Linked DNA regions of Mus musculus: all the other regions are linked to region 1. Evidence: chromatin contacts called from public HiCAR-type, HiChIP or PLAC-seq and promoter capture Hi-C data. All regions are on one chromosome and are shown on one strand. Each heading gives the region's core, a stretch centred on a gene start, on an enhancer-like site or on the middle of the called end of the contact. The rest is flanking DNA. Distances are from core to core; before and after follow the strand shown. Region 1 holds the start of Ipo9 (importin 9). Region 2 holds the start of Ube2t (ubiquitin-conjugating enzyme E2T). Region 3 overlaps Tnnt2 (troponin T2, cardiac). Region 4 holds the start of Lad1 (ladinin). Region 5 holds the start of Gpr37l1 (G protein-coupled receptor 37-like 1). Region 6 has its middle 12 kb from the start of Gm32835.

What was found. Promoter capture Hi-C pulls out the DNA fragments that hold promoters and counts their contacts. HiCAR-type assays count read pairs that join an accessible place to other places. HiChIP or PLAC-seq counts read pairs in DNA pulled down with a chosen protein or histone mark.
Region 2: a contact with region 1 is called in a promoter capture Hi-C map of liver, with 2.5 times the contacts expected there. The contact joins the promoter of Ube2t here to the promoter of Ipo9 in region 1. A contact is called at or near these places in 5 of 39 promoter capture datasets (hippocampal neurons, liver, pre-B cells and 1 more), 3 of 484 Hi-C or Micro-C datasets (CD4 T cells, cortical neurons and transition I germ cells), 2 of 115 datasets of contacts at active chromatin or transcription factors (bone marrow-derived macrophages and memory CD8 T cells) and 1 of 9 other capture datasets (liver).
Region 3: a HiCAR-type map of the HL-1 cell line shows a contact between it and region 1, with 54 times the contacts expected there. The contact joins the enhancer-like site here to the promoter of Ipo9 in region 1. A contact is called at or near these places in 4 of 39 promoter capture datasets (the SN4741 cell line, embryonic stem cells, neural stem cells and 1 more), 2 of 115 datasets of contacts at active chromatin or transcription factors (the HL-1 cell line and pancreatic cancer cells) and 2 of 9 other capture datasets (adipose tissue and pancreatic islet).
Region 4: a contact with region 1 is called in a promoter capture Hi-C map of embryonic stem cells, with 4 times the contacts expected there. The contact joins the promoter of Lad1 here to the promoter of Ipo9 in region 1. A contact is called at or near these places in 6 of 39 promoter capture datasets (the HPC-7 cell line, the SN4741 cell line, embryonic stem cells and 3 more), 1 of 484 Hi-C or Micro-C datasets (CD4 T cells), 2 of 115 datasets of contacts at active chromatin or transcription factors (embryonic stem cells and pancreatic cancer cells) and 1 of 9 other capture datasets (pancreatic islet).
Region 5: a contact with region 1 is called in a promoter capture Hi-C map of hippocampal neurons, with 5 times the contacts expected there. The contact joins the promoter of Gpr37l1 here to the promoter of Ipo9 in region 1. A contact is called at or near these places in 11 of 39 promoter capture datasets (the 3T3-L1 cell line, cranial neural crest, embryonic stem cells and 5 more), 14 of 484 Hi-C or Micro-C datasets (B cells, Sertoli cells, bone marrow-derived macrophages and 10 more), 12 of 115 datasets of contacts at active chromatin or transcription factors (the 230-238 cell line, bone marrow-derived macrophages, craniofacial prominence and 8 more) and 3 of 9 other capture datasets (adipose tissue, embryonic stem cells and pancreatic islet).
Region 6: a contact with region 1 is called in an H3K4me3 HiChIP or PLAC-seq map of bone marrow-derived macrophages, with 6 times the contacts expected there. The contact joins the enhancer-like site here to the promoter of Ipo9 in region 1. A contact is called at or near these places in 8 of 39 promoter capture datasets (the 3T3-L1 cell line, 3T3-L1-derived adipocytes, the HPC-7 cell line and 4 more), 1 of 15 datasets of contacts at CTCF or cohesin (the NIH/3T3 cell line), 4 of 484 Hi-C or Micro-C datasets (the HL-1 cell line, embryonic stem cells and muscle stem cells), 21 of 115 datasets of contacts at active chromatin or transcription factors (the NIH/3T3 cell line, bone marrow-derived macrophages, craniofacial prominence and 13 more) and 3 of 9 other capture datasets (adipose tissue, liver and macrophages).

What each region holds. Positions count from the first base shown.
Region 1 is chr1:135,428,542-135,433,588 of GRCm38.p6, forward strand. It overlaps Ipo9 (importin 9), which reads right to left and starts at 1,950. Exons shown (of 24, transcript NM_153774.1): 1 at 1,727-1,950. The coding sequence starts at 1,889.
Region 2 is chr1:134,960,087-134,965,133 of GRCm38.p6, forward strand. Ube2t (ubiquitin-conjugating enzyme E2T) reads left to right here and starts at 2,479. Exons shown (of 7, transcript NM_026024.3): 1 at 2,479-2,700.
Region 3 is chr1:135,841,693-135,846,739 of GRCm38.p6, forward strand. It overlaps Tnnt2 (troponin T2, cardiac), which reads left to right. Exons shown (of 15, transcript NM_001130181.2): 3 at 209-219; 4 at 3,863-3,952; 5 at 4,206-4,241; 6 at 5,030-5,047. Among named protein-coding and RNA genes, the nearest start is that of Tnnt2, 7.9 kb to the left of the region's middle. Within about 2 kb of position 2,974, at least 33 of the 459 cell types and tissues checked have an H3K27ac peak or open chromatin away from gene starts, as enhancers often do. A contact at or near this core is called in the HL-1 cell line and pancreatic cancer cells, where this site is marked.
Region 4 is chr1:135,815,905-135,820,951 of GRCm38.p6, forward strand. It overlaps Lad1 (ladinin), which reads left to right and starts at 2,694. Exons shown (of 10, transcript NM_133664.3): 1 at 2,694-3,112. The coding sequence starts at 3,075.
Region 5 is chr1:135,165,367-135,170,413 of GRCm38.p6, forward strand. It overlaps Gpr37l1 (G protein-coupled receptor 37-like 1), which reads right to left and starts at 2,315. Exons shown (of 2, transcript NM_134438.3): 1 at 1,509-2,315. The coding sequence starts at 2,138.
Region 6 is chr1:135,697,592-135,702,638 of GRCm38.p6, forward strand. No RefSeq gene overlaps it. Among named protein-coding and RNA genes, the nearest start is that of Gm32835, 12 kb to the left of the region's middle. Within about 2 kb of position 1,935, at least 105 of the 459 cell types and tissues checked have an H3K27ac peak or open chromatin away from gene starts, as enhancers often do. A contact at or near this core is called in the HL-1 cell line, the HPC-7 cell line, the NIH/3T3 cell line and 7 more, where this site is marked.

The sequences.
Region 1 (5,047 bases), core at 700-3,199:
TGTTACTGTATCAGAGCTTGCCCCTGCCTCTCAGCAGGCCACTCACACATTATCAGTAGGTTATGGGGACAGGAGGGAGAACTGAGGTGGCCTTTATCAATTTACTCATCAGTGATCAGATCGAAATTCTGTACTTTTGATTTCAAGATCCCAAAAGGTAACAAGAGTAGGTGACAAGAACTTCAAAACGATCTCAAGGACGGTATAGGTGGCTGTGCCCTAGATGAGGCCATAGCATCTGGCTATGAGTTGAAGAAGAAATCAGAGTAAGACTAGAACTATTGTACAGTCTAAACATAAGCCGGCCTTTCACAGTTAAGGTGACAGCCATACATTTGGGATTAGCTCAAACACTGGGTATCATTCATGGGAGGTTTAATTAAGGATCGGTTTGCATCAGCCCAGCAACTAAATGCAAGTAACAAGTTAAACTTAGTAAGGTTTCTGCCCATCAGCGTTCTTTCTTTATACCGAGGGAGGCAGAGGCATGAACTGTAAAGTCAAGGAATTTGACCTAGAAACCTCAGGACAAGTTAGTTATGTGCTTCGTTCCAATAGCTTTCTTCCATTCACGGTTCCCTCTCTTAAGAGTCTGGTAATGTTATAAAACTACACCTGGCCTTTCAAAATAGTCTCTAACCTATTAAATCCCAATAGTCCCAACAGAAGGAAACTTGCCTTCAATAGTTGGTCATATTAGAGGATATAAAAACTAAATTCAAGGGAGGTTCCCCCACCACATCCACTTCTTTTCAATAAAAAGTCCTGCAGGAGTATTAACTCAAGGCTTTGAGGGTGGTTGGTCAAATATGGAAACAATCTCCCATATTTCTGAGGAAGCCTAAGTTTAAGGAGCAGTGGAAATATTCCCTTGAGCTTGGGGATTCCGAGGATCTGGAATTCCGAATCAGGTACGTTTCTTACATAAAGACCAAGGAGACTTGACCCTTTTTTCTGTTCTTTGTGAAAACAGGCCCGCTGAAAGCCCACTAAACAGGAAATTAAAAGAAAACGTCAAGCTAATAGTTTCTTCTCTAACACGTTAAAGAACATAACGGGAGGATGAGAACAAAGAATCTAAAACAAAGGAAGATCGGTTCCTGTACATAGAAATGCACAGTAATTTAATAATTGCCATTAAGTCTTTAAAAAACAAAAAACAAACGGGAAGCATGGTCGGAAAGTGAAGCGTCGTATGCATCGGATTGAGTTGATTTCTAGGAAAACGTGATGTGTCTGAACAACCAGCCAGATTTAAAACTCTGATGCTGAAACTTGTTCGATGGTGGCCGCCTCCTTAAGGGCCTTACTTCTGGCTCTTCTCTAGCTCCCTTCCCTGATCCCACTACAACAGAGCTGGTGAAGAAAACGGCAAAAAGACCTTGTCTTGGGCTCAGAGATCATCTAGATTGCGCGACACCGCCAGCACCACGTCGAACTTCATTTCTGTCCTCGGCAGAACCCCGCCACTATCTATCTATCTTTTCAAGTCTTCCCCCACCCCATCCCCGCTAAGGCTCCACCTCCCCCGACCCTTTCCTTTCAGACGCGCCACCCTTCTTCTAGGACTTTCCCAGCCACCAGCGGCACCCCCACCCCCACGTTTCCTAATCCACTCCTGACGCCCACCTCTCCGCTGGCTCAAGATCCCCAAATCCCTACGGTCAGCGGACTGTGCGGCCGGCCCTGGTCCGAACCATCCTCGTGACGGTCCCGCCTCACTCACCCTCTGTCACCTCCAGCACCTTAATCTGCTCCTCTGCAGCCGCCCGCACCTCCTGCACCGGGGACAGGATTCCGGTGAGGGTATCCACCAACGCCTCCTTCAATCCCTGTGCCACTGGACCCGGCAGCCCAGAAGCCGCACCAGCTGCCGCCGCTGCCGCCATCTTTCCTCCCCTCAGCCCGCCAGCCCCGCGGCCGGGACCCGCCACCGAATGACGGCTCCCGCGTACGGCCAATCCGCGAAGCCGCGCCTGCGCACCTAAGTACGCGGGAGCGGGCGGGGGGCGGGGATAGAGCGCAGCCTCGGGAGACAGCGCCTTCTGCTGCCGGAACCGAACCGCGATTCGCGGGCCAGGAAAGCTTTGGGCGTCTATGCACACACAGAATTCTCATAACGGTTTGTAGTCCTGAAGTCGCACGCGCTGTTAGAAAACGCGCTTGGAATAAAGGCGCGTAACCTTTGATGGCAAGGCCCTGATGGCAAGGGAGCAAGAAAGCTAATCCCGAGGGCGTGAGCACAGAAGGCCCTGCACCTTGTCTGCTGTGGATTGTAGTGGGATTGTAGATGCCCTCCCTCGCCTCGCCCATCACCGCTCTCTACCTGCATGATTCTAGGCCCAGATTTAAGATGAGTTAGGACAGAGGTCGGGCCTTAAGGAAGGGGGTCAGAATAGCATCTTTTTAAAACTAACACCCCTCCCCTCAACTAAAAACAGCAGTTATTCAGTTGGCTCCGTTTACAGTTTAGCTTTAGAGATCCTAAGATGCTGGGGAGCGGACAGGGAAAAGGAGACACGCAGAAAAACTGAAGTGAAATTGGCAGTGGGGAGTGGTTGCTTTAGAAAAATCCAGTCTTCTAGCTTTTTAGCTTAGATGAACCCAATGTCAAAAAGGGCTGTCCAGGGGAGACTACCTACAGGCGAAGGAGCATTTTTCTAGAATGATTTTTTTAAAAAAAATATTATCTACCTATTTGTCGTTATCTTGTTTTGAGACAAGGTCATATGTGGCCCAGACTAGCCTCAAACTTGCTCTGTAGCCCACACTGGCCTTGAACTCCCTTATCTTGATCTTTCTGTTTTCACCTCCCCCATTGCAGAGATTGCAGGTATGTGCCACCACACATGGCTCTAGAGTGATTCTATGAGTGTGACTACTATGAGTGAATCCTGCAAATATATAGCATTACTTAATTTTTTAAAAAGTGTTGGGGGAGGCCGGATGAAAGACACCCAAGCACCTGCCGTGGCTACCACTACGATGGATGAATGTGTGATGGGGAGATGGGAAAGATGGGGAGTGTGGTGGAGATGGAGGAGGAAACCAAGCTGAAGGGTTCATATACTGTGGAGAAAGGTGGAACTAGGGACTTGAAGGCAGTGAAGAATAGGGGGATATGAGGAGGCCATGCTGAGGTCCTGGCTCCAGCTGCCCCCAAGGGCCATGTCTGGGTTCCTGGTCCTGCTGCAGCTGGAGTTGCAGTCTGTGTCAATGTCTGGCACCTGAATTAGCATCAAAGGCAAAGTGGATGTCAGTGGTCTGGGCTGCTACCAGAGACCATGTGGATATCTGAGAGGCATGCTGCCAGAGGGAGGGGAGACATGCTAATCTGAATGGCTGCACTTGATACCGTGGGACATCTGGATCCATACTGCTTCGGGGGTCCACCTGTCTGGGTTAGAGGTCCTATGGCAACCAGGTCTGTGTTGATATCCCAGGCTGTTTTACCACCAAAGGCCATGCAGATGTCCCTGGTCAGGACTGCTGCCTGAGGCACTATTCTGAGCTGGCCCTGCCCCTCGCCTGGGCAACATAGTAGAGCTGACCCTGAGGGCAAGGGACTGGGTAAGCTAGCCCTGAGGACATGAACACAGAAGGCCCTGCACCTTGTCTGCTGTGGATTGTGGCCGGCAAGGGAGAGATGCCCTTACCCCACCCGACCCCTCTCTACCTGCAGTAGGTGGGAGAGCTGGCCCTGCCCCTCACCTTAGGAGAGTGGGCCCTGCACCTTGCCTGGGCAGCACAGTAGAGCTGGCCCCAGTGTCGAATGCACCGGTGAGACATCCATGCGGATCTGAGAGAAGAGTTGAGGCCGCCTCTTACTGACTGTGCTGCTGAGCTACTGGAGAGCTTACCCTGGGGGTGCAGGGGCGGGCTGACCAACTCAGCTACCCAGGCCCAGATCCAGGGCTTTGAGTTTGCCTATTCCAACATCTACCCCATCTATGATCTGCTAGAGTATGTAAAGGGGCTGGTCCTGCAGATCCAGAGCTGCAGGATCTCCACGACACAGACCAACAACAGGAGATCTGAGAGGAGTCCCCATGAGGATCCAGGAGTGGTAGTGTAGCAGAACCCAGAGCCCTCGCAACAGACCAAGGACTCTCTGCAAAGAACATTTGCAAGTAAAGATATGTGGACAAAAGGGTGTACTGGGTGACACACTATGACATACTACAGTTCCCACAACTAGATATTTGGGGTTTTCTTTTTTTTGTTTGTTTGTTTTTTGTTTTATTCTATTTTATTGGGGGGGAGGGGTTTGCAAGAGTGGAGGGCAGATATGAAGGGATGGGAAGATGAGTGGAATTGGGGTACATGATGTGAAATTCACAAAGAAATCAATAAAACGTTTTTTTAAAGTGTGTGTGTGTGTGTGTGTGTGTGTGTGTGTGTGTGTGTGTACACGTGTACGCGTGCGCGCCATGCCTTGGGACACCTGTAGAGGTTAGAGGATAACTTAGTGTGGAGTTTATCTTCCGCCCCGTTTATGTCACTCAGGTTGTCAGGTGTGACAAGTACTTCACTGCCCCCTGAGCCATGAGCCATCAAGTTAGCCCAACATCCTTCCCACCACCACTTCAGGGAAGTCACGATGGAAGGGCTGAGGGAGAAAGAGTACTTTAATATGGCTATCCAGGGTGGTCACAGGAAATGGCCACAACCTAAAGCCTCCACCCAACAGAGCAAGTGGAGGAGATTGGAGCAAGGGATTAAACTGCAGGCCACACTCGGTGGCAGGAGGGATGGAGTGACTTATGCTGTTGGCACTTGGAGCAGGTGTTTCTTGGTAAGCTGCTAAGATTTAGTGCCTTAGATGCGAATATTTTCTAGGAACATTTCTCTTATTCACCAGCTAGCAGTTTCAAAAGACAGCTCAAGACTGGTTGCTAAACTGATAATGACTGCAGCTTAAGTGGCCTAATCTGAAAATTCTTTGAAAAGAACATTCTTGAGGAGTGCTCTAAACCCATCTGTTACCTCCTGGTTGTCAAAGAGGGCCAAGGTGGCCTGTGTCACCATGGTGCTTTCAGAGGAAAGA
Region 2 (5,047 bases), core at 1,229-3,728, 470 kb before region 1:
TCACGAGAGCTGGCAGGCCAGCCAGCCTAGTTGCTGGCTTCAATGTGCTTCTGGATCTGTGAGAGACCCTCTCCTCAGGGAATAGGTTATAGAGAAATAGAGGAAGATCCCCACCATGACGGACTCAGAAGAGCTACCAAGGTGCATCTGCTTACCTACACACTCAGGTAGACACAACCCACACATACCACACACTACACTCATCCACTGAATAAATAACTGGGCCAATCCAGATTTTTATCAAGTAATAATTTTCCATATTCATACTTTAATTGCAACATTAGAACACTCTACTTTTAAAGATAATGACAAGCTTGCCATGGTGGCACATGTTTATAATCCTAACACTTAGAAGACAGAGGCAAGAGGATTGGGAGTTCAAGTCTGGCCTTGAGGTCAGCTTGAGCTATATGGGACCTTGCCTCAAATGAACAAAATAAAATAAATAGTGATGATACCTAGGCAGGAGGATTGTTGTGAGTTTGAGGACAGCCTGGGGTTTAGAATGAGGCCTTTGCCAAAAAGAAAAAAAAATCCTAAATTAGGGTACACACATTTGAGCCAAGAACTTGGTAGGCAAAGGCAGACAGATCTCTATGAGGCCGGCCTGGTCTAAATAGCTCCTGGCCAACTAGGGCTGCATCGCGAGACCCTGTCTCAAAAAGAAACCCTAAATTAATTAATTAAAAGTTTAAAAATAACATTTAGAGCACTCTTGTTGGCCTCTATTCCCACCAGTTAACATACCTCCCTCTGGTGGACAAATGGAAACTGTGTCGATAGAATGGGACCCTTTCTCTCTCTGTCTTTTCCCTCCTTTCCTTTGATCCAACTCATTACGGTCTGTGCTATTTCTAAGAGACATTTTTAACTCTGTGTTTTTCAAAGAACCATCCAAGGAAGTTTCTATTTCAAGACAGGACTAATACGGTCACTGTCGGAGTAGGGACAAGAAAAGATGCTGAGGAGATTAGATATCATTAGATAGTATGAATGGCAGTAGTAAAATAAGCAGTAATCCCAAATGGTAAGCGAAAACACTTCACTGCAACAAAGAAATCCTAACCATGAATACAGAACCGCAACAGCAGACTGAAAAGCACGTCAGACTGTTGCATGACTATCGTTCAGAAGTCTGTAAGTTTGCAGAATTCACTATCTACCCTCTGGCTCAGTCCTACAACTAAATTGGGGAAGCCCAGAGCAGAGTCAGTCAGAGTCCTAATGAGTCTGAGGGTCTCCAGAAGACAAAACACACCATAAAAACCTCCATGAGGAACCAGCTGTAGCTTAACATCAGTTTGGACTAAATGCAGACATCACCGCGGTAGCCAAAATTATATTAGCTTCGAAGTTCAGAAAGACCGACTGCTAGGTCTATGCTATGGAGCTGTACAAAAAGCTAGGAGCAGTGAAAGAGAAAGGTGATTCCTTGATTGATTTCTGGTCCCACCCCCAGGGTTCCCAGAGTTGAAACCAATTCCAGTTCTGCTGAGTCTCAGGTCTTAAGCTTTCCTTTCTCTCCCAAGGACTACCCACTTTTGGCACTCGCAGCTGTGCCCTCAAAGCTGACTTGGCTATAATCATGCACTTGGTTGCTTAGAAAATACCTTTCTAGAGGTGGAAGAGCGCTTGAAAGTCATTTATTCCGTGGTTGGTGTGTGACTCAAAGGGATCAAAGGCTGGCACAGTATGTAGGAAGAGCGGGCTTGTTTTCAGGGAGAGGGAGGGGGAAATCCTTAACTTCCTCACAGTGCAGAGGATCTCTTGCGTTAACCCCTAACAGGTTGAAGCTTCCATATGAACATTTCCAGTGGTGGAGAAATTTACTCCATCCACTTTACTCTTCAGAGTCCTGATGGAATGCTTTGTTCACCAGAATTATAAATTAAAAAAAAAAATCTTTTTTCATCTGGAGGAAATCTATGTACCCAAGGCTGGTCTCAAATTCTCACCTTTTTATTTCAACATGCCTGCGCGACCGTGCTCGGCTAACTTGTATCTTTAGACTACTGATCTTAAATGAAGTTGTAAAGTTTCCCCTGTCATTGCTTAAAGCCTGGGTGACCTGGTAGCCATTGGGAAGCTGCGTAGGAGTGCCAGGAGTCTCAGGCTAGCCTGAGCTACATAGCAAATTCCAAGCTAAGCAAGGGTTGCATCGCGAGACCCCGTTCCACAGAACCACAACAAAGATATAAAGGCAGCTACTCAGCAGTCACTTCTCCAGATTAAGCGTGTCCAGTTGCCTTTTTTTTTTCCTCTCCTGTAGATGACTTCCCAGCCTTCCCAGCTCACAGTCGATTTACAAACAAGACCACAGCGGGAACTGAGAATTCCGGATACGCGTGCGCGCGCCAATTTGAGCGGTGCGTGAGCGGACGCAAGCTCTGAGCGGTGGCCAATAGGCGGGCGCGCGCCTCCCCCAGGTTTGCTGCGGACCAATCACAGTCCTCTCCTGGAAGGGGGTGGAGTCATTCCAACGGTCTCCGCGGTTCCGCGTGAGCACAGCAGAGGCGCGCCGCGGTAAGTGGGGCTGCTGACGGGTGCTGCGAGTGCCACCTGAGGGAACGAGCCCGAGGTCACGGAGAGTCTGGGGAAGGAGTCCCGTTTCTACCCGAGCGGCCCTGGGAGGAACACGGCGGGGAGAGCGAACCGCCCTGGGCGCGCCAAGGCTACCTCCAGCATCTGCCACCTACCCAGGTTCTGTGCATTGATTATTTATTTACCTCAGGCCTGGGACACAAAGAATTTTACGAAGAGTCAGTGCAGTTGTAAAAAGCTTACGTTTGCGGGGAGTGGTTACTGGAAAAGAGGCTAACAACGCCGGTTTAAAAAAAATTAAAAGGAAAATATCTTTTGAAGCCGTAGTGTAAGGAACTCTGTTATGGTTGTTTGGTTGAGGGTTTCGTTTTGTTTGTGAGACAGGTGTCGCTGTAGCCCAGGCTGACCTGGAACTGACTTCTACCTAGGCGCCTCCAGTGTCTATGCCCCCAAGCCCCGGCTCTGTGAAAACCCTTTATATTCATAAAATACATGATAACACATGGCTTTTATACCAAAGGACTTTTTAATTTTTTATTTACTTTTCTTGTATATGAGTGTTTGTCTGCATGTATGTATACACACCACGGGTATGCCTGGTGCCCTCGGAGGCACAGGACGGTGTTAGTTATGAGATGTCAGATGGATGTTGGGAATTGAATCTGGGTCCTCTGGAAGAGCTGCCAGTGCTCTTAACAGCTAAGCCATCTCTCACCCGAGAAGACTTTGTATATACCAATTGTTATCATAGTCTCATGGCTTCTTTGAGAGAAACTGCCTTTTTCCCCCTCGTTCTAATTTGATTAGCATGCCTTTCCACTATGTTCTTATTTTATATAAAGATACAGTTTACAGTTGTAGGTAGTTTTATTGTAATTGATTGCCCAAAGACAACTTTGAGGAGAGCGTTCTCTCCTACTGTGGATTGCTGGGATTGAATCAAGTTGTCAGGCCTGTGCAGCAAGGGCTTTAACCCGCTGAACTGTTTTTCTAGTCCCCTGTATTTACAAGAGTTTTGTTTCGTTTTACTGAAAATAGTCCTTCAGATTTCTGTATAAAATAGCAATGCTTTGGCTGAACAAGTCATGGGGAGAAAGTCAGTAAGCAGCAGCCCTCTGTGGCCTCTGCATCAGCTCCTGCCTCCAGGTTCCTGTCCTGTTTAAGTTCCTGGCCTGCCTTCTTCCTTCAGCAGTATACTGTGATGTAGAAGTGTAAGCCAAATACTGCCCCCCCACCCAACACACACAATGCTTCCCTCACCCCACCCCCAATAACAAGGCTTCATTAGGCTTAAAACGATAGAGGCTGAGCACATGGCTTAAATCCCAGCAGAGGCGAGCAAATCTTTAAGTTTGAGGTCAGCCTGGTCTACAAATTGAGTTCCAGGACAACTAGGGCTACAAAAAGAAACCCTATCTTAGAGAGACAGAGAGAGTTAAGAATCAAAACACTGTAAATTAAGTTATTAAGTTATTTTGAGATTTTTCTCTGGTATGGAAGGGGAGTCAAAGGACCCGTTAATTTTATTTTTATGTTGTATTATGAATGTTTTGCATACATGCATGTATGTGCACCACATACATGGTTATGAGACACCATATGAGTGTTGGGGATCAAACCCAGGTCCTCTGCAAAAACAGCAAATGCTCTTAATCAGTGGCCCTGCTCCAGCACCCTCTTATTTTTATTTTATTTTTATTTTTCTGACAGGATCTTATATGTACCCCTGGCTGGTCTAGAATTTGCCTTGTAGACCAGGCTGGTATAGAATTTTCAGTAGTCCTCCCCTTTATTTGGGGGGGGGGTAATGGGGTGTAGCTGAGGAGATATTTTGTTTTGCATTTAATAATTAGATTTTTGTATATATAATCAATACATTTTTTTATTTCATTATTATTATGTGTATGTGTCACAGTACAGCAAATGTGGGAAGGTCAAAGGACAAGTTAACAAGAGTTATTTGTCTTCTCTCTCCCCTAACCAAGTGCTGGGATTATACTCATGCACCTTCTCACACCACTTTTTTATTTTAATTTATTTATTTATTATAGCTCTCTCTGGCCTCACTCTCTCCAAAGATTGATTGATTATATTGATTATATGTAAGTACACTGTAGCTGTCTTCAGAGGCACCACAAGAGAGCATCAGATCTCATTATGGATGGTTGTGAGCCACCATGTGGTTGCTGGGATTTGAACTCAGGACCTTCAGAAGAGCAGTCAGTGCTCTTAACTTCTGAGCCATCTCTCAGCCCCCCTCACACCACTTTTTATGTGGTTTCTGAATTAAACTCAGGTCTGCAAAATATATATCAAGCATTTTAACAACTGGATTGTCTCCCTTTTTAAGCACACATAGGACATTCTGAGCAAGACTCAACAGTTTTAAAGGATATAAATAATATGTCAGAAACCAATAACACAGTCAGAAACCAATAAACAGGACTGGGCGTGATGGACTTTTAGTATACAGGGTTGGGGGGTTGTTGTCGCTGAGGCAGAAGAA
Region 3 (5,047 bases), core at 1,724-4,223, 410 kb after region 1:
GCTGAGAAGGGTGAGTCAGGCTGCCTTTGCAGGGCAGGGGCAGAAAACAGATGCCTTTTGAACAAGAAGAGGGGGCTGGCTGGCTTCAAGAAAGGTCATTGTGTGGAGGTGTGTGGAGGTGTGTGTGTGTGTGTGTGTGTGTGTGTGTGTGTGTGTGTGTGTGTGTGTGTAGTGCTTTGGTACTGACAGCATCTTCTTTCATATCTAGGGAACAGGAAGGTAAGAGCTCAAGGGGATATCCACACAGATGCAGGACAGTCTGGCTGGAATCTGACTCACCCTCTCTCTCTTCTCTTTTGCCCTGACCTTCTCTTATGAGCAGAAGCTGTGGAAGGTATGTTCCTTGGGCAGGTGGGGAGCCAGAGAGGAGTATCAGGAGGCCAGTGTTTCTGGGAAGACAGTTTGTCTTAAAAATTAGAAAAGATAAGCACCATTAAACAAACATATAACCACAATGCATGAATGGGCCCAAGAACATCCCATTTACTGTTTTCTCAAATGTGATTATGAATCTGAAAGTGCTACGTTAATCAGGATATTTTCTGTGGACATGAAGCTTTATTGCAACCTGGCTAAGTTCCATCTTGCTGTCCCCTGCTCTAGGATATGATGACATGCCACCCTCCTTGGCTTGGGCTCCTCTCTCTCTCTCTCTCTCTCTCTCTCTCTCTCTCTCTCTCTCTCTCTCTCTCTCTCTCTCCCTGTTCTTCCAGGCCACAATGTCCCTATGACTCCTGGCTTCTTCACCACCGGCAAGCTGGAGCCTGGCTTGCAGTGGTTTGGCAAAGGCATATCATATATGGACATATGATATATAAAGGCATATCATATAAAGTCCATATCATATATGGACAGAAGGAAATGGGTCTTTGAAGATCCAGGTGCTGTACCTCCCCACTTTCCAGGCCTTCTGGTTAAAATGGGGAGCCTCTTGCTTCTTTAAACCTGTCCTGAGTCATGTGGCCACACAACAGGCAGGAGCAGAAAATGCCCACAAATGCCATGTCTGATTTTCAGGAGCCATTAGAAAGATCGCTCACCCTGGTCCATCTAGCATTCATACCACTGAGCTAAATCTCCAAACCATGGCTTTTCAATCCTCCTGCCTCAGTTTCAGTGCTGGGCTATTAGGCATGACATGAGCCACCATGTCCAGCTTCAGAAATGTATTTTGGATCAAGAGCTCAGCTGCCTGTATCCTCCTCTGTAGCAGGGACCCTGCCTGCTGGGGGTTCTTTTACCTTGGAGGATTTTCCTGCAAATGGCAGGAGGTTCTGGGTGGTAGGGTTTAACAAACAGACTTGAGCCAGATTTGTAACCTCCATCCTGACTACTACACACAGTTGGATCTTTCTGGGAGCTAAAGAACATCTCATTGAAGCCCATACAGCTTTTGCAAGTTACCTTGCTTGCCCTGAATGGCCTGAGGCAGCCCCTCTGGCTCAGAAGGGAAAGGTCCAGATGAGTGGCTGAAACCGATAGGACAGATAATCCTAAGAGTCTTGTTTCTAGGGGAAAGGGTCTTCCCACCGCTGTTAAGCAATTCCTTAACCAGAGATTTGCATCACGAACAACGGGGAAGTGGTCAGGCTCCTCAGATTATGAGCCCAGGCCTTCCAACAGCCCATGCCAGCTCCCTTAGTATGGCCCCCAGTGGGACTTTCCTACCCGTGATTCTGGGATTTGGTAGATGTTCTGTGGGACAGTCCAAAAACTCATTCAGAGCAGGAATGTGGGGTACTTGGAGGGGGAGTCAAATCTTTTCCTATTCTCCCTGCTACTGGGGTCTACCATTTCAGTGAGCGAGAAGCCAGGGCCTGTAGCTGGGGCGCTTCTCTCTCAATGCTTTCAGTTGCTAGGCATGCTAAGCTGCTCCATCCTCAGTAGTGGTTGGCAGGCAATGGTCCTTGAGGCTCAGGCATGTCACGAGGAGTGAGGCTGCCATATTGCTTGAATGTTGACTTGTGAATCAGAGTTCAGGCCTAACTCTGAGCTGGTTGTGGTCTGCGCTGCTGCCAGGCTTTGCACCGCACACTAACCTGTTCTGCTTGCTCCCTTTGCTGTCGCCACCGCCACCTCCTGCACCCGGAAGAGGAAGACTGGAGTGAAGAAGAGGAGGACGGTAGTACAGCGTTCCCTATCCTGTGCCTGTCCCTGCTTTCTTGCTCCTCCTGGGCTCTGGGCTTAGGCTAGGGAGACCAACAACTTCAGAGGGCCAGGACCCTAGGACCCCTCCCCCATTCCCTCTTTTCCTTCTGGGAGGGAAGTGGGAAGGATCTGGGCTATCCTGTCTTCCCACCTGCTCCACATATGGTCACAGAAGGATTCCTGTGATAGGAACAAACCCCAGCTGCTCCACTGCTCATGTCAGTGTTCATGTGGGGACCTTCCCTGTTTTGCCTAAGGCAAGGTTGGGCTCTGGGGACAGAAAAGGCCAGAAATAGCCAGAGCAGAAAGGACATGATGTCAGCTTTCAGATGTGTTCTGCTGAGAGGTGGGGTGAAGGTGGACTTGCTTCTTGGGGGTAACAGGAGGCGAGGGGAGACAGAATGGGGCTTAATTTTAGGACTGGCTTTCCTACAGTGATGTCCAGGGAGGCCTAAGTGTGACCTGTTCCTTGGGCTTCTAAATGACCACTGGGCCCATGGCACGTGGCACAGGAAAATGAAACTTAGGGTGAATGGGAGAAGAGGTGGCCTCAGGGTGGACCCCATAGCTGGCCACCTTCCTCTACTCTTATGCTACCTGACAAACCTCCTGGAGGGTTGAAAGAAGAGGCACCCCAGGACTTCAGTGGGGACCCAGTCCTAAGAAAGGAGGGCAGAGACGATGAGGCAGTGGGGGTGGAGGCCCTCTCTCCTCTGATGGTTCTTTCTGTCCTGAGGTGTTTCTTCTCCCTCTGCCAAGGGGCCACCACTTGTCAGTCTATCAATCACTGAATGTTACAAGCACTTCCGCCAAGCTGAGTCATGGTCTGGATGGCATCCTGTCTCCCTAATCTGTCTGTCCCTTCAGAATGTTGGGAGAGGCGGGGTCCATCCACATCCTGTCAAGCAAACGATGAAAATAGAAACTGCTGGCAACCTTCTGGGTAGCACATCTCTCTAACTATTGGACCTTTCATCCGCCCGCACAACCTCTGTTGGGTTTGGAAGAAGGACTTGAAGAGACACTGGATTCACAACAGACTTTCCCTAGCACCTCAGTTTAGTCAGGACCTGTCCTGTGGTGCCAGCACCTCTGGGGTGAACAGTTGGGGAAGACGATGGATTTCTGTCCCCAGGAAGGTCATGGGGGAAGCTAGTGCTAAACTGGACAGAAAGAGGCTAGACAGAACTTCACCCCAACTAGTCCCCAGCAGTGAGTCTTGATGTCCTGTCACTGGTGTTTCCCACCGCCACACCATTATATTTTATCTATGTATATAATGTGTTTCTACACTAGGGAAGACCCAGCTCAGATTTCCAAACTCTCAGGGAGCCAAATTTAGGGGTACTTACCAGTCAGATGGGACCCTTCTGTTGGATTTCACTTTACCTGCAAAGGAGCAGACAGGGAACTCTGGGGCACTGACTTACTTGGGGGGCGGTTGAGGCATGGATGAGAGTGTAGATGAGTGGGTGAGGTTATAGGAATCTTTGCTTGCAGAAGTAGTCCTGGGCTGGGCGTGGCTTTGTGCTCCAGTTTGAACCAGGAGCCAAACAGCATTCCTCTGTCATTTGGGTCTGTGGCTCCTATATCATGTGAGCCTGGATGTTACTGGCTCTGTTCTACCCTCCCGATGTGATCTCTGTTCTGGGGGTGCTTTCTGCACGTTAAGAGAGAGGGTCAGTTGGTCATGGTGTCTTTTTTACCTCTCCAGAGCAAGAGGAGGCAGTGGAGGAGGAGGAGGCTGGTGGGGCTGAACCTGAGCCTGAGGGTGAGGCTGAGACAGAGGAGGCCAACGTAGAAGGTACAGCCCAGGGTGAGGGGATGAGGGGCTAGGGGTGGTGTCTTAAGTCGTCCAACAGGTGCTTGCTAGCTTGTGTCCCTGTCTGGGCTCGGGGGATGCAGCAGTCTGCTTTCTGGGTGATGATTGTCAATACAGAGCTTCGTTTGTGGTTGACCCTACAAACCAGCAGAATATCCTGCCTGACCATGGGGAATGCTCTTGGGGGAATCTGAGTTGGAACAGGACCTCTGTTGATTGATCATGTTTTGTTTAGAGGTTGGTCCTGATGAAGAAGCCAAAGATGCTGAAGGTAAGTGATGCTGGCACAAGAGAACTCCTCATAGTAGCCTTGGGTGAGACTGTGTCCAGGGATTCCTGTGTAACCAGAGGGTGTACAGGAAAGGGTTGGAAGCCAGAATTTGGTGGTACTTGCTGGGCTTGGGAGGGTGGGACTCAAAACCTTTGTCTTCATCTCAGAGAAGTAGCCTTAGTGTCCAACAGGAGAGAGACCCAGTGTCTAGCCCCTGCTCTCAGAAGTAACAGTCACACCTGACACTCCTGGTACCCAGGCAATGCCAGTGAGGACTGATGTTTGGAGGAACGACTTCCAAGACATGCATGGTCCATACTGTGGCATCATGGTCCCTGTTAGGCTGCAGCCTCTGTCAGTTGTTTCCAGTCACACCTAAGGCAGGGGATAGCCAACCAGGCCTTGGAATTATGCCCACTAACTCCCTTGGCTCTGTGGCCAACAGGAAGTCCAAGGTACAAAACATTGGGCAGGCCTGAGAGGGGTTCTAGGCTCAGGGCCCCTGCAACCTTCCCACAGGACTGTGCATTACTACAAAATCTGAGAAGCAATCTTCCTAGCCTAGAACAGGCGAGTGTCCTGGGCCTATAAACACAGCCAGCCATTCTCTGCGACCTCACCTCCAGGTCACCTTCATGCTTGTTGGTGATTATGGAAGTCCAGATCTACTAGACCTGGGAGAGACTCCCTGTGCAGATGGGGAGACAGAGGCCCATAGGTGCCCAGCTCAGGGTGGAGGTGGCAATACTCAGGCTTTCTGACCCCATACCTCCATCTCTCTCCTCCAGAAGGTCCAGTAGAGGACA
Region 4 (5,047 bases), core at 1,444-3,943, 390 kb after region 1:
ATAAAGGTGCATAAACATGGTCTTCAATATTGTGTTCATGAGAGTCTCCCTTCTCCAAGATTTGGCTTTCTGCAATCTCAGTTATCTGTAGTCAACTCTGACCCAAAGATGCTAAATGGGAAAAAAAAATCCCAGAACAAGTAACTCATCCATTTAAAGGCACATGCTCTTTTTGAGTAATGTAACTGACTCCTGTGCCATCCTACTGAGGACCCAAATCATCTTTTGTCCTGTGTATCCATGTCTGCTTCTGTGTAATAACCATTTGGCCATCTCTGTCCCCAGTCTGGTATCACAGTTCTTGTCTTTAAGTTGTTCCCATTTTCTCAATGGCCCCAAAGCACAAATGTCCTGTAGCCGGCAATTGTATCACAGTATGTGATTATGTCTCCTCTTCCTGTATTTTGGGCTAGCCTGGCACTCACTATGTAGGCTGGCCTCTAGTCCTTGGCAACCCTTCTGCCTCAGCCTCCCAAGTCCAGGGAGCATAGGCATAGACCTCTTCACTTGCTCTATTCATGAGGCTTTGCTTGCTTTCTGTGTAAGTGATTGAATGCAGGGATTTGTGAGTGTTGAACATACATGCTATCATTGATTGCCACAGTCAGCCCTGTATTCTTAGCTATGGGTACTGGGTCTACGCTATAAATTAAGCTTTATCTTAAGCATGCATAGGAAAACCATCCCATGCAGGGCTGGTATTATCTGCGATTTCAGCCATTTCCTAGAAGCCTTATCCTGTGAGGATAAGGAGGAGGCTGCTGTAGAATTCTCTGGTTCTCTGTGTACATTTCTACATGGTTTTGAATTCCTTATCTGAATGTTGTTGCTGAGGCTTACACCTTCCTCCCAGCTTTATATAAATACATGCGTTTTTGCCTTTTCTCTTCCAACACTGGCTCAAAGATCTGCAGTGTGTCCATTTTCACTGCCAAGAAGTGGTGAAAGGGTGAGGGTGCCATCTTCCCTCCCTCCCTTCCTCCCCAGACTTCTCCTTCCTAACAGTGCTTCTTCCAAGGTTCGTGGGCCCCGCTTCTGATGTCCACATCCACGAGGTTTGTTATTCAGGAGTGCAATTGCTGGAGAACAAGAACAAGAACGTCATTAGCGCTGACAGCCGTACCCTTCACATGCTACCTGCCACTCTGAGAAGTATGGAGGCCCCATCCCTCATTGGTTTGTTTGTTTGTGTCTTTGTTTTCCTGATACCAGAGACCTGGATACCAGGGGTCCTGGATTCCTAGAACCCCCTGGATATCAGCTTTCCATGACTCAGACTCCCAATGTCACCTTCAACAGGATGGATGACCTTCCCAAAATTGTGTGATCCTTCAAACTGCTACTGATCCAAACTGCTACTGAGCACACCTGTGCCCAGCAAAGTGTTGAGGCGACTCTGAGGCGAGATTCCCTTTCAATGCTTGGAAGCCAGGACATGGACACAGATTCCAACTCCATGTTATTGAAACTTCCCTCCCTCCTCTTTCCCACTCATCCCCTGTCCATGGGCTACGGGGCGCACAGTGCCAAGTCTCTCCGAGCTCCCACACCAACATCCAATGAACTATTGGACAGCTTTTTCTAAAACCTTTAATTCAAATGGGTGTTGAATGCAGTTGACAGCTTGACCATATGGAGACAGGTCCCCAAATGGAGTATCATAAGGTCCAAATGGCAAGAAACCCTCTGTTGGTCTCTGGTCAACTTCCTCCCTAAGACCTCTGGAATCCTTGTCCCTTGACCTGAATCCCTGACTCTGGAATCCTTGTCCTGAATCCCAGTTCCTCTCACATCGGGCAGAGGTATGTGAATCACTTCTGGGCCCACAGTTCAGCTTCCCAAAGCTCTTGCTAACCCCACTTCCTGTTCAGTGTCACCTTTGATTACACACTCCTCCCCCATCCCCTTCTTCGTTTCCTTTGTAGATTACAAAAATGGCCCCTCCAGCTCGAAGTGGTGGCTCCTGCCTTTAATTCCAGCATCCTCAGCTTTCAGGAGGCAGAGGCAGGTAGATCTCGAGAGGCAATCAGGCCAGACTCTGACATCCCATCCTGTGTGCTGGGCAGCACCCCAGCCTTCTCTGAACAGTGCCAGTAGCAGCTATTGATTCCATTTCTGATCTTTCAAGGAAAATAAAATTCCCCATCTAGGTATCTGACCTTACACATTCAGTAAGGAGGTAGGTTCCCGAGTGGAAAGCAGCTGGTGCTGCGCTCGCCCACGGGTTCCCACGGGTTCCCACGGGTGGTGTCCGAGTTGCCTCAGGTTATTGCAGTATTAATCTCAGTTACTTATGGACCCTCTTCCTACGACACAGTTATACACCTGTGGGGTATCAAGGAACAGGACCGTGCTTTTGGCGCATATGGTTTTTCATAGCGGTGTCCACTCTATTTTGGCGGGCTTGAGTCTCAGCTCCTTTGAGGAGGGGCTGGTTTTCTTACGCAGTGTCTGCTTATCTAAGCCGAGTCTTTCAGGTAGTTTCTGACCCCCGGGGTGTTTTCTAGGAGCCCCTTACTTCTTCACCGTTGCAGGCACTCTACACCCAAGACTACGGTACCTGATCTAACCTTTCTCCCTGCCTTCCAGCTCTTGGGTTTCTGCCGGCTAAGTCGATTTCCAGGCAGCGAGCTCAGCCTGACCCCGATCTTTGGGTTCCGTCCTCCCCCCAACCCCCTCCCCGACTCCCTGGCACTCTGGACCGCGACTCCCAGGGAAGACGCGGGCCGGCGCCGAGCTGGTCCAACTGGTTCTGAGCAGGAAGTCTCCCGCCCTCGCCCGGGGCAGCAGAGCAGCCCCGCGCTAGCCCCGGCGTGGGTGCAGCCCGCAGCTCGGTGCGACCGTCCCGCAGAGCGGCCGCGCGGGAGACCCGCCCCAGCGGTGATCAGCGCGGCTTTGTCTGGGACGCCCACACCTCAGAGGCCGCTCCTCCGGCCGGCGAATGGGAGCGCGGCGGCGCGGGGCCGAGCCGGGCTGAGATAAGCGGCCATGTGACCCTACCTGGCGCGGGGAGGGGCCGCAGGTGAGCGGCGGAGCAGGGAGCTCGGCACGCGGCGGCCGTGGGGCTCGGCAGCATGTCGGTCAGCAGAAAGGACTGGTCCGCGCTGTCCAGGTGAGTGCAGCCACAGGGGCCGGGTGGCCCGAGGCTGGGGGGTGGGAGCTGTGCCCCTTCGGATCTCCTCTCCCAGACACAGGCCTGCTCTCCGGACGAAGTGAGACACTGGTCTTGTTGCTTTTCGGTGGGGATAGAATTGAGACCAAACTCTGGTCCCCCTAGGTGACAGAGCGGGTGGTCTCCTTGCTCCTTCTCAGCTTCCTGTCCCCTTAGGTCTTAACCAGTACGTTTAGGGTAAGGCTTTTCCGCAGCCTGGACAGCCCAGGGTGCTACTGTCTGTGAGGGCAAGGGACCGTTTTAGGGGGCTGGGAAAATTCAAGAGTTACCCCAAGACTTATTCTTGAGCGGACCCTCAGCCTCTGCGCCTCTGTTAAGAGTTTTAGAATGGATCTGGGAAGTGTCCTTTAGCCCCACCTTATGGAGTCAACAGAACCCGGGTGTGTGAATAGAATCAGAGAAAGTAGCACCCCCACCCCATCCCAAAGAGAGGCTCAAATTCTGAGCACAACATTTGGAGTGGTATCTATGCCACTTGAGGTAAGATGTTATCCTTGTCTGCGCTACAATCTGTGTTTGTGAATCTCAATGGGTCAGAGAATATCTTTGCCATTTCTGCCTGCTGGACAGCCTATCAGGGTCAGAGAAGCCTAGGAGGGGTCAGTATCTAGGAGGCCGCCCCTCTCTTTGTGGCTCCTCTTGGAGCTGCCCCTCCCTCTCCAGAAGTGTTGGAATGAGCATCCGTTCTTCCAATTCCTCACACTGAGTCCCTAACTGGGAAGGCATCCTTTGTCCTAAAGGTAACAGAGGCTCCGGCCAGAGCCCTGTCCTTTCTATTCCTCAGGTTCCAGTCAGGGTAAAATTGGCCTCTTGGCTTCTCTCAAGTGGGCTTTCAGTCTTCAGGTCTTTTGTGGGGTCGGAGCTACGACTGCAGGTGCAGCCCAGTATGGGTACCACCTCCTATCAAGGCATCTCTCACACTGAGAGCTGCTGCCCCTCAGCACCTCCCTGAGGGCATCAGAGTCTTTCAGTCACAGTCTGTCACAGTTCATCCTTTGGTTTGAAGACTTCCTCCTCAGAGCCTTAGGACACTGCTCTGAAGTATGGCTGTCCCTCACCTCAGCCTCAGTGCAGAGAGGGCCATGGTATCCAGTGAAGGGGAAGGATAGGCTCCAAGGAGGGTGAGAACCAATGCTCTGGAAAGGGAGCCCACGCTGCCTTAGAGGTCAGACACACCCCAGGGAAGGTATGCGCCGAGGGTGGAGCTGGTGCGGGGGCAAGGCCTTGGACTCTGTGGGTCAGTGTGCACGGGGTTGGTGCGGGAGCGCCTTTGTCTCTGGGTGTGAACACAGCCATGCCTACGAATGCATGCTCAGATACGTGTTGTGTGACCTCTGTGTGGGGGAGCATGTTTGTGGCCTGTGTAGAGATGAGATGTCCCCGGGCAGCTGAATCTGCTTCTAGGATGCTCCTTCTAAATGGTTGCTGAAGACGTTAGTTCTGTGTACTGTTAAAAATACAAAACAGATCCTACTTTCTGTAGGTGTGTGTGTGTGTATGTGTGTGTGTGTGTGTGTGTGTGTGTGTGTGTGTGTGTGTGTGTATAGGGGATCGTCTGGGAGGACTAGGACTTTTAATGGGAACGAGATCTGATGGTAGTTTGTCCCCTGCTCCGTTGGGCATAGATTCGCATGGCTGCAGGGGTGGGGCCAAGTTCCCATGGGATGTCCAGGCTAAGTGGTAGTGAAGCCCTGCAGAACCAGTCCTGCTACCGTAGGACCTAGTCTGGCCTCCCTGCCCAGTCCCAGCCTTCATGGAAGCCCGTGGGCAGCTGCAGCTGCTGCCAACAGGCTCCCTGATGAGGCACCTGGAACGTAGGATGGCTCCTGCTCCGTTCTCTCAGTGAGCAACAAACCTCAGCGGGCCACAGGAAAG
Region 5 (5,047 bases), core at 1,065-3,564, 260 kb before region 1:
TGACTGTGGTAAGTACATGCCTACAATCTCAGCACTTTAGAATGGAGATAGAAACAAGGGAAACAGAGGAATTCAGGGTCAGCCCTGAACTTACTACATAGTAAATTTGAAGCTAGGGCTGGGCAGTGGTGGCACATGCCTTTAATCACAGCACTTGGGAGGCAGAGGCAGGTGGATTTCTGAGTTTGAGGCCAGCCTGGTCTACAGAGTGAGTTCCAGGACAGCCAGGGCTACAGACAAACCCTGTCTCGAAAAAAAAAACCAAAAACAACAACAACAAAAAAAAAATTTGAAGCTAGCCTGAGCTACAGGACATACACACACACACACACATCCACACATCCACATCCACACCCAAATACATACACACACACACACACACACACACACACACACACACACACACACACACACACACACACACAAATTAATAAATAAACAAGGAAAGAAATACTAGGCCAAGGCAAAGAATCACTGTAAATTTGAGGCCAGCCTGGTCTACACAGTGTGTACCACATCAGCTGAGCTATAGAGTGAACTCTTGTCTTTAAAAAAAATTAAGAGAATGAGAAAGAGAGAGAGAGAGAGAGAAAGCTGGCCGCTGTTTGGTACTATCATTGATAGAACAGCCCTCACGCATGGGTAGATGTGTGCAGTGATTTGATTAAGCTGTCTCCCTGTGGTCCACACAGCCATTTTCACCCATGTGCTTATCTTAACAAGAAAGTCCCCATTCAAGGGGGTTCAGCACTATACTTCAGAATTATAGAGCAAACCAGCTAGAAAGGTCATCTGGTCTACCCTCCATGCTAAGGAAGCAGGAGAAGAGATGAGATATGTCCAGCAACAAGCAAAATACAGTGACAGAGCTGACACTACTGTTTCTATAAGTACCCAGAAGTAGGACTTGCCTCTCAGAGAGGCCTTAGGAGGACAGTAATGGAGATGACCTTGAAGGAAGGTGACAATAATCTCAATGAGAAAAGGAAGAAGGGCCTGTCCTGGTGTTTGCATCCACAGGGAATAAACACAGACTCAACCTGGGGTGTTAGTAAGAAATTGCTAGGATGTTGGGATACCAAAGGGTTAAAAACAGGAGCCATGGGTACAAGGCAGGTGGCAAGAGACACAGTAAAAGAAAAAAGGAGACCCCCAAAGACTTGGGGGTCAGGGGAACCACCCATCAGAGACAGACAGCTCAGAATTTTCTCTAGAAAAGGGTGAGTCCTCTGTGCAGCTACTCCAAAAGAAGAAGACCGGGTTGGTCCCAAGCCAGTGGTCTTGTACACCTGCCTGTTCATCTGGCTTGACTTGCTTTCCTGAGAGCTACCAGAAGCCAATATTGAGTTTGTCTCCCTCCCTGATAGGGTTTGTCTCCTTCCCCAATGACACAGAGAAAACTGGAAATGCCAGCGTGCTGGGATTATACACACCTACAGATCTTTGCAGACACTGGAGCCCCTTCCCTGGTTTTAGCCTATAATTAGGCTATAGAAAGACATACTCACCTCCATGAAGGGCACTGCCCGGCAAGAAACATCCCCGAGTAGCCTTTGCTTGGTAATCTCATTGAAGATGACAATTGGGAGGCAGAAGAAGAGGACCAGGAAATCCCAGAGAGCCAGGCTGGCAAGGATAGAGTTCCAGGCACTCTTCAAGTAGTAGCTGTGCCACACAATGCACATGACAGACAGATTGCCAACGATACCCACAGCAAACACCACCAGAGCCAGGAGCATGATGGCGTAGGCGCTGTAGGAGCTCTCGGTCACCGGATACAGGGGGTTCTGAATCTGCAGCCTCTGACTTGGCGTCCCGGTCAGGTTGACCCTCAGCTCTTGTCCATTACCTGGGGTGGCCCCATCCTTGTCTGGGTTGGGGCTAGTGGCCTCCAAAGTCTTGGTGGGCTGCAGGCCAGCAGGATGGATGGGCTTGGGATATTCAGCCCACTCCTCGGGTACATAGTGCTGTACCTCCTTGGGCCCCTCGTCCTTGGTGCCTCTTCGGGGTCGACTCTGCTGCTCCTGGACCTTGGCTCTATGCCCACCTAAAGATGAGGTGGCAGCCCCAGAGACCCCACTCAGCCCCACAGTCAACACTACAACAAGAGACACAGCCAGGGGCCACAGCCACCGCATGGCCAGGAAAGCAGGGCACAGCTGCCTCGGAGAGGTGAGGGTGAGGGGACCTAAGGGCTGCGTGGAATTAAGAGAGGCAGCTGGCAGCTGGGTCCGCCTCCAGTCAGGCGTCTGGCATGGATGGCCCTTCCTCCCATCCTGTTGGCCATGGTCTAGCCAGGGCCCTCTGCTGGACACTGAGCTGTCTGTCCTGGCCGCACACATTGCATTCCCGACCACATCCGTTTTCAGGCTCTGAGACCACAGCGGGGCAGATTGAGGATCCCTCGAGGGACCTGCTCCAATCACTGCAACCGGGGAAATGAGGTTTTCAGGTGATGGAGAGGCAGACTATAATTGGAGCATAGATCTCCCAGTTCTACCCAGTTCTAAGGCAGATCCTACATTCAAAACAGAAAGATAGGCTCGGTATGGTGACTATGGCCTGTAATCCCAGCCCTTGGGAAGTTGAGACGGGGGACAGAGTTCAAGGCCAGCTTGGGCTACATAGCAAGATCCTGGTTTTGCGCCTTTTTTTTTTTTTTAATTTGCCAAGGTCAAAACTTGAATTATAATAATTGCCAAAACTATTGGATTCATGGGTAGGTGTACCATTCTTCTGGAGTTTGTTTGTTTATTTGTTTGTTTGTCTGTTTTAAAGTCAGGGTCTCTATGTAGCCCTGGCTGTCCTGAAACTCACTCTATAAACCAGGCTGTCCTCGAACTCAGAGATCCATCTGCCTCTGCCTCCTGACCACTAGGATTAAAGATGCAAGCCACCAACATCTATCAGCTGGGTTCTTGACGGTTCTTTTTTTTTTTTTTTAAGATTTATTTTTATTTATTTATTTATTTATTTATTTATTTATTTATTTATTTATTATATGAAATGAAAGTACATTGTAGCTGTCTTCAGACACTCCAGAAGAGGGAGTCAGATCTCGTTACGGATGGTTGTGAGCCACCATGTGGTTGCTGGGATTTGAACTCTGGACCTTCGGAAGAGCAGTCGGGTGCTCTTACCCACTGAGCCATCTCACCAGCCCTCTTGACGGTTCTTAATATGTTTCGTGGGGCAGTGCTGTTGTGATCTCAAGTTCAAATTTTAAGATTTGTGGTAGTCTTAATAACTATGTAGTTGACACAAGTTCAAACATGGAGTTGACTCCATAGCCTTTGAACTCAATGCTGGTCTCAGCAGGCAAGAGCCCATTCCTTGCCTTCTAGCCACACAGACTCCCAAAGGAAAGCAGCTACAAGGAAAAATTCCAAACACGACACTCTAGGATGGCGGCATATCTTAGTGGGAGTCCTCGCCTAGCATGTTTGAGGCCCTGGGTTTTGTCTCCAGCACTGGAACTACATGAAAACAAAACCAATAATAATAATAATAATAATAATATGAAATTAAAATTATGAAAGTGTGGTCAAGAGAAAGGAAATAGAGATGTAAATCAATGATTACACCTTGGCCTGGCAGATGCAGTGAAAGGCGGGGTCAAGGTACAGGGCAGAGTCCGAGGATCCTGGGGCTGTCTGGAAGGCTGGAAGTTCTCTGAAGCAAAACGACTTTGGAGTGAAGCCTTAAAGGCTCCTAAGAGATGGACAGAAAGATGCTCCAGGCAGAAGATACAGCACACAAATGGCAGGGTCCTGAAAGTGGGTGGTGTTCCTGCCAGACAGCAATAATTCACAGGAGGATGGGATGCTAGGGAAATGGAGAGCAGGGCAATGGGGTTGGGGCAAGAATCACCAGATAAAGGAGCAAGAAGGCTTTTGTATGCTAGACCAAGGAGTTCAGACACTGTGGTGCGCACCTTTAATCCCAGCACTTAGGAAGCAGAGGCAGGCAGATCTCTGAGTTCAACTCTGGTCTACAGAGAGAATTCCAGGATAGCCACTGCCACACAGAGAAACCCTGACTCTAAAACAAAACAAAAAGATGTTATCCCAGAGGCAAGGGAGAATATTACACACTGTCACAAAGAAGAGCATTGACTTGACCAGGTAACTTTCAAGGGGGCCAGGATGGGCAGCAGATTCCCAACAGCACAAGCAGGTATTGTTTCCAGGAGAGCCTGCAACACTGAGGGGTTCACTGCAGGGAGTGTGGGAGGTATCAAGGCTGAGGGAACGGACTCTGCCCGTCCATTTCTGCAGGACAGACCTTCTGGATACCAGTGGAAATCTATGCCGGAGCACTGGGATGTTGATTTCTGCAGCTAAGGAGAACGGCCAAAGCAAACAGGACACAGGGCTGACTGGGAGCTATTTACACAGTCCACTGGCAAGCATTAACTGACCACTGCTACCAAGACTTTCAATCTGAAAGCAGCTTTCCCAGAAGACTTCCTGACCAGGAAACTTGCCACCCTACCCAGTAGGTCCCGACATGCTGTGTAAAACTAGGGGTTCCAGGAGAAAAAGAGTAGGAGGAGGAGGAGACAAAGAGAAAGATAGGAGAGTCTGTCCTCTGCTGAGGAGTCTTGGGGAGCTGCCAGAGCTCTGTCTGAAGTCTGGCATGCCAGCCAGCAGCCCAGCTTCATCACCACCACGACCCAGATTATGTCATCAGGAAAAGGACACTTGGACCCCACAGGAATCCTGTGTCTTCGGGAAACTTAAGAGAAGCGCTAAGGCCCCGCCCCGAGCACCACATGCTCTTCCGTGCTCAGAACCAGCCAGGCTCTTCTAATCCTCCCGGAGAACTGCTCCAGGAACCTGCCCCAGAACCACTCTGGTCTTTTTGTCTTTCCCATGACCTTAAACGGCTGCGCTGCGACTAAAATCCTCCACCTTCTTTCTGCCTTATGCTGCCTTATGCTGTAGCTAGTTGGGTGAAGGGGAGTCATCGTTATTTGTACTAAGCATTCCCCAAGTACCAGGCTCTGTCCTAAACACTCATGATTACCAGGTAGCCTTTACTTCAT
Region 6 (5,047 bases), core at 685-3,184, 270 kb after region 1:
TTCTGAGACATGGGCATTCATTGGGACTTAGGGCTCACCACTAGGTGGCTGGCCAGTAAGTTCCAGGGATGTGTCTGTCACTGCCTCTTTAGCACTGGTATTACAAGATCAGGCCACCTGGGTGTGCCGTGTCACACATGTGGAGGGCAGAGGACAGCTTTACAGAATTGAGTCTTTCTTTCCACAGTGGTGTTTGAGGCATTGAACTTGGGTTGTCAGGTTTGGTGGTTAGTGCCTCTCTCCAGTGAACCATCTCACCAGTCTGCACCTGGAGTTTTATGTGTGTGCTGGGGGATGAGCTCACACCCCCATGCTTCTGCAGCATAGGTTTTATTTACTAGTCAAACCAGCCCCAAAGAGCCAGGCTGCTAAAGCAGTGTTTCTCAACCTGTGGGTCGCGACCCCCATACCAACCCTCTATCTCAAAAAAATATTTACATTAGGGTTCATAACGATCACAGAATTACAGTTATGAAGTAGTAACAAAAATAATTTTATGTTTTGGGGCTCACCACAACATGAGGAACTGTTAAAGGGTCGCAGCCTTAGGAAGGTTGAGAACCACTGTAAAAACCCTCCACACTTCTGGCTTCCTGGAAGAGCCTGGATTCTGAGCTCCACCCTGAAAAGTTCTGGGCTCCATTGGCCAGAAAGGGAAATTGGCTGCAGTCCAGGGGCTGGGGTGCTACCCAGAGAAGAAGATCTCTTCCCCCATTCCTATGCTGTAGACCAATGAAACTGCAAGGGCCGAGGTGGCCGCTGTGGCATTTCCAGGGTAAAAGGGCTCTGTCAAAGCTGATCTGAGTCTCTCCAACCTTCACTCGTGCCTTTTCAGGCACTCCCCCGAAATCCGAGGTGTGCTTTGGTGACTGATGGGCCAAGCTGTGACTGCCGCCTTCTTGTTAGTACAGATGTGCTTTGCAGCAGCTGTGACGGAAAGCCACACCTGTTGTCTAGATCAGCTGCTGTAACTCTACTCCTAGGAAAGCAGGCTAGTGAGAGGCCTCTTCCAAGTCCCCCTTTTCAAAGGCATGTGGAAAAGCCGGCATCTGCCCGTCACAGCAGCAGGGGAGCCTGCTTGGAAGGTCGTGGGGCCCTGGGAATCCCAGTCACTAACTGGAGTCTTCCAATTCAGCTTTACCCCAGCTGTACGCGAGCCAGAGCCCCTTCCTCGCTCCCCCATCACGTCGGAGTGGGGAAAACTGAGAAGCAGGAAGATGGCAGGGAGTCCTGCTGCTTCCAAGGAACCAGATGTTTCTAGGATCTCTGATTTCCCTGGGGACCTTCATATTTAACAAGGTGGCCTGAGCTGGAAGGATTCGGCACAAATTAGCGAACTGCAAAATGGACTGGGGACGTGAAAAAAAAAAAAAAAAAGACACCAGGGCTACGGATGAATCGGGAAGCTGAGCAGAGCTTGCTTTTCCCGGGCATCAGTCACGGAGACGCTGGCCATAGAGATCTGACACTACTACGAGAGAATTTGTTCCACTGAGCAGCGTTGGGTGTGACGGAGTTGGCGTTAGTGAGACCGGAACACCAGTCATTCCCAGAGCCTGGGGAGGCATGAGTCCCTCGCTGACATCCTGGGTACTGGGTAGAATCCAGAACCCCCAGGTCTTTGAGAAAATCTCAGCAAGATAAATCCAGGCTACACACTCTCTGTCACCTAGACCCACAAAGTAAGGCGCACGTGCCAATACACATTAAAAACCTGGCGGTGAAAAGCAGATGGTAAGCTGGCATTGCTGATGTCTGCGGTATACGCTCACATCCACATCAGCGCTTTTAATGACCACACGTCACTTCACGTTCAGGGGAGGAATCTCGGCCGGCATATTAGAATGGTGCCAAGGCCTCAGCAGGACAGCACCCTCTAATCCCCCAGCAGCCCTGGCAGCGCCCGGAAGAGATGGCGCATGTGGCAGGCAGCGCCCCGCCAGATGTAGGACACTGCTGACCCCTGCTGGTGTGGGCGCGTCTGCGGAGGAGAGCCCTAGGGAGAATTCAGACTGGAAAAAACTCGCAATCCGTCTGGGAGGGGTAGGAAGAAATACCCCAGCTCAGAATCTCCCCATCTGGAGATCCTTTGAAGAGACAAAGCAGACTTTAGAATAAAACCCAGACTGGATTTTCTGAGGGGAGTGCGACAAACTAGCGAACGAGTCCTCCCTCCAGCTTCTGTGGCCTGGAAAACCCTGGGGCCAGTTCTCTTGACGCTAAATTAGGAACCGGAACCGGGTGGTGGTGGTGCATGCCTTTAATCCCAGCACGTGGGAGACAGAGGCAGGGGGATTTCTGAGTTCGAGACCAGCCTGGTTTACAGAGTGAGTTCCAGGACAGAGAAGAAGCCCTATCTCAAAAAAAAAAAAAAAAAAAAAAAAAAAGGAAGGAAGGAAGGAAGAAAAGAAGAAAGAAAAATAAAAACTAAATTGGGAAACTTGGCAACACCCACTGCCAAATGCAATCATCAGGGAGACAAAAATAAAAGGGGGTGGAGGCGGGAGAAGGGAGAAAGACAACTTTCTCAAGTAGCTCAATAGTTTTCAGCCAGAATCATTATCTCTTTGCCTCCCCACCTCTTTCCAGAGTAGTTTCCTTATTTCAGCACAGAGACTTTGTATTTCAGCTTGATTTCTGGTGCTGTGACATTTTACCTTCCTTTCTGTGAGAGATGTTGCTATCATGGTATCTGGGTGCCTCCTGCTAAGAAACCTGGCATCTAGAGTATTTGCATCCGGTCTGAACTTTTTTTTCTTTTTCTTTTTTCTTTTTTTTTAAAGATTTATTTATTTATTTATTATATGTAAGTACACTGCAGCTGTCCTCAGACGCACCAGAAGAGGCATCAGATCTCATCACGGGTGGTTGTGAGCCACCATGTGGTTGCTGGGATTTGAACTTCGGACCTTCGGAAGAGCAGTCGGGTGCTCTTACCCACTGAGCCATCTCACCAGCCCTGAACTTTTTTTTCAAACTCATTTTACAAACAGGCAAAACACAGAACCCAACTATCCCAGGATCTCTACTGAAATAATCACAGGGACCCAAGGGGCAATTAGGGCCCTGCCAGTTCCAACAAACGCAGTCCAGAGGCCCCAGGCAGACGCAAAAGCCACCCATTGCTAAGTCTCTTTCTCTACCCAGAACTGGGTTAACAAGAACCTGCGTTCACCCCTACTGAACACTAAACACCATTGAGGGTGTATACGCAGTCCTCTACGCTGCCACCGTGTGGCCTCCTCTGGGTACTGCACTGAATTCACTCCTATCAAGGAACTGTGGCTTCTCACAACAGCCTCTAACCTGCTTGTTCCACTTCTCACCTCCTTATCATTCTCTCTTTTGTGTTATGCTGAGCATGGAACCCAAGGCCTCGAACATAAGTGCACACTCTACCATCAAACTACATCACTAGCCTCCAGTTCTCAATTTGACATCTGCAGCATTTGATGTTTGGTACGCACTTACGCTTACTTGTATAAAATTATTATGAAACATTTTAGATATATAAGATGTATAAAAAATAATACAACAAGGAATTGTTCCGGTAGTACCCTTTAGAGAATTGGACAGCAGATGTGTGTGTGTGTGTGTGTGTGTGTGTGTGTGTGTGTGTGTGTGTGTGTGGACAGACAGGTAGACAGACACAGAAAGAGGAATAGGCACATGTGCTAGTCGCTGGCCAATGCCATGTTCTCCAGGATGGGCCAGCAAGCTGAGGTCAGAGAAAGCCGGCAGTTAAAACACCAGCAGACTCAGTTTAGGTGCAAAGGCTAGGAATGCTGGTGTTCCATTTAGAAGGAAGGCAGGCAAGAGGAGTTCTTCCTGAGTGAGGAGGAACTCCACCTTCAGCTCAGCCTAGAGCATCTGATTGGACAGGCTCCCTCCTGTTAGGGAAGACTGTGTTTTATTCATTCTTCTGATTTCAATGTTAATCTTATCTCAAAACACCACAGCAGAAAGCTCCAAGATAACGTTTGACCAATTATCTGGACACCCCATGGCTCAGACAAGCTGGCGCTTTATAAATTTAACCATTATAACTGTATTGTGGAGTTTAGGAAATAAAACATTACAGATATAGTTTATGCCCCTCTTCCATTGCCTTTCTTTCTCTACCCACGAGTAAACACCATTTTGAGTTTGCTGTTCATCTTTGCCACACACAATTATAATTTTACCCTACCCTATGCTGCACATTTTAAATGATAAATTCCACAGCTTTCCTTCCTGGATCAATATTATACTGTAAGGTTCATCTGCATTGATGCATGTAAGTTTAGCTTATTAATTGCTACTGTTTTTAATATTGCATTGTTCTATAATTCATCTGTTTTATTGTATAGGGTTTTTTGTTATTTTAAATGGTTTCTATGGAAATTTTGATTTTTGTTTCTGGAGATTTGTCTTAGTTAGGGTTTTACTGCTGTGAAGACACCATGACCAAGGCAACTCTTATAAAGGACAACATTTAATTGGGGCTGGCTTACAGATTGAGAGATTCAGTCCCTTTTTATGAAGGTGGGAGCATAGTAGCATCCAGGCAGGCACAGTATAGGAGGAGCTGAGAGTTCTATATCTTCATCCGAAGGCAACTAGAAGACTGATTTCCAGGCAGCGAGGATGAGGGTCTTAAAGCCCACACCCACAGGGACACACTTCCTCCAACAAAGACACACCTCCAATTAGTGCCACTCCCTGAGCCAGGCATATTCAAACCACCACAAGAGTGACCCAAAGTTTAAACCTGGGACCTTGCCCATGCTCAGCATGCACTCTACCATCAACCTACAGCCCAGTCCTTAGCAATTCTTGCTTGCTTCGTGTGGTGCACATTCACATTCTTGACTAGTCTACTGGGAAGTGAAATTAATAGCCTTGAGTCTGGACACTTTTCACACCACTGCATCGTTGCCAACACTTGCTTGGTTACCACCCCCTTTTCATATCCACGTTGTTATGGGACCACATAACATCAGGTTTCTTAACTATGTTAGCACAGTTGACAATCGCTCGTAAGGCCATTCTTCAATAGGATCGCCTT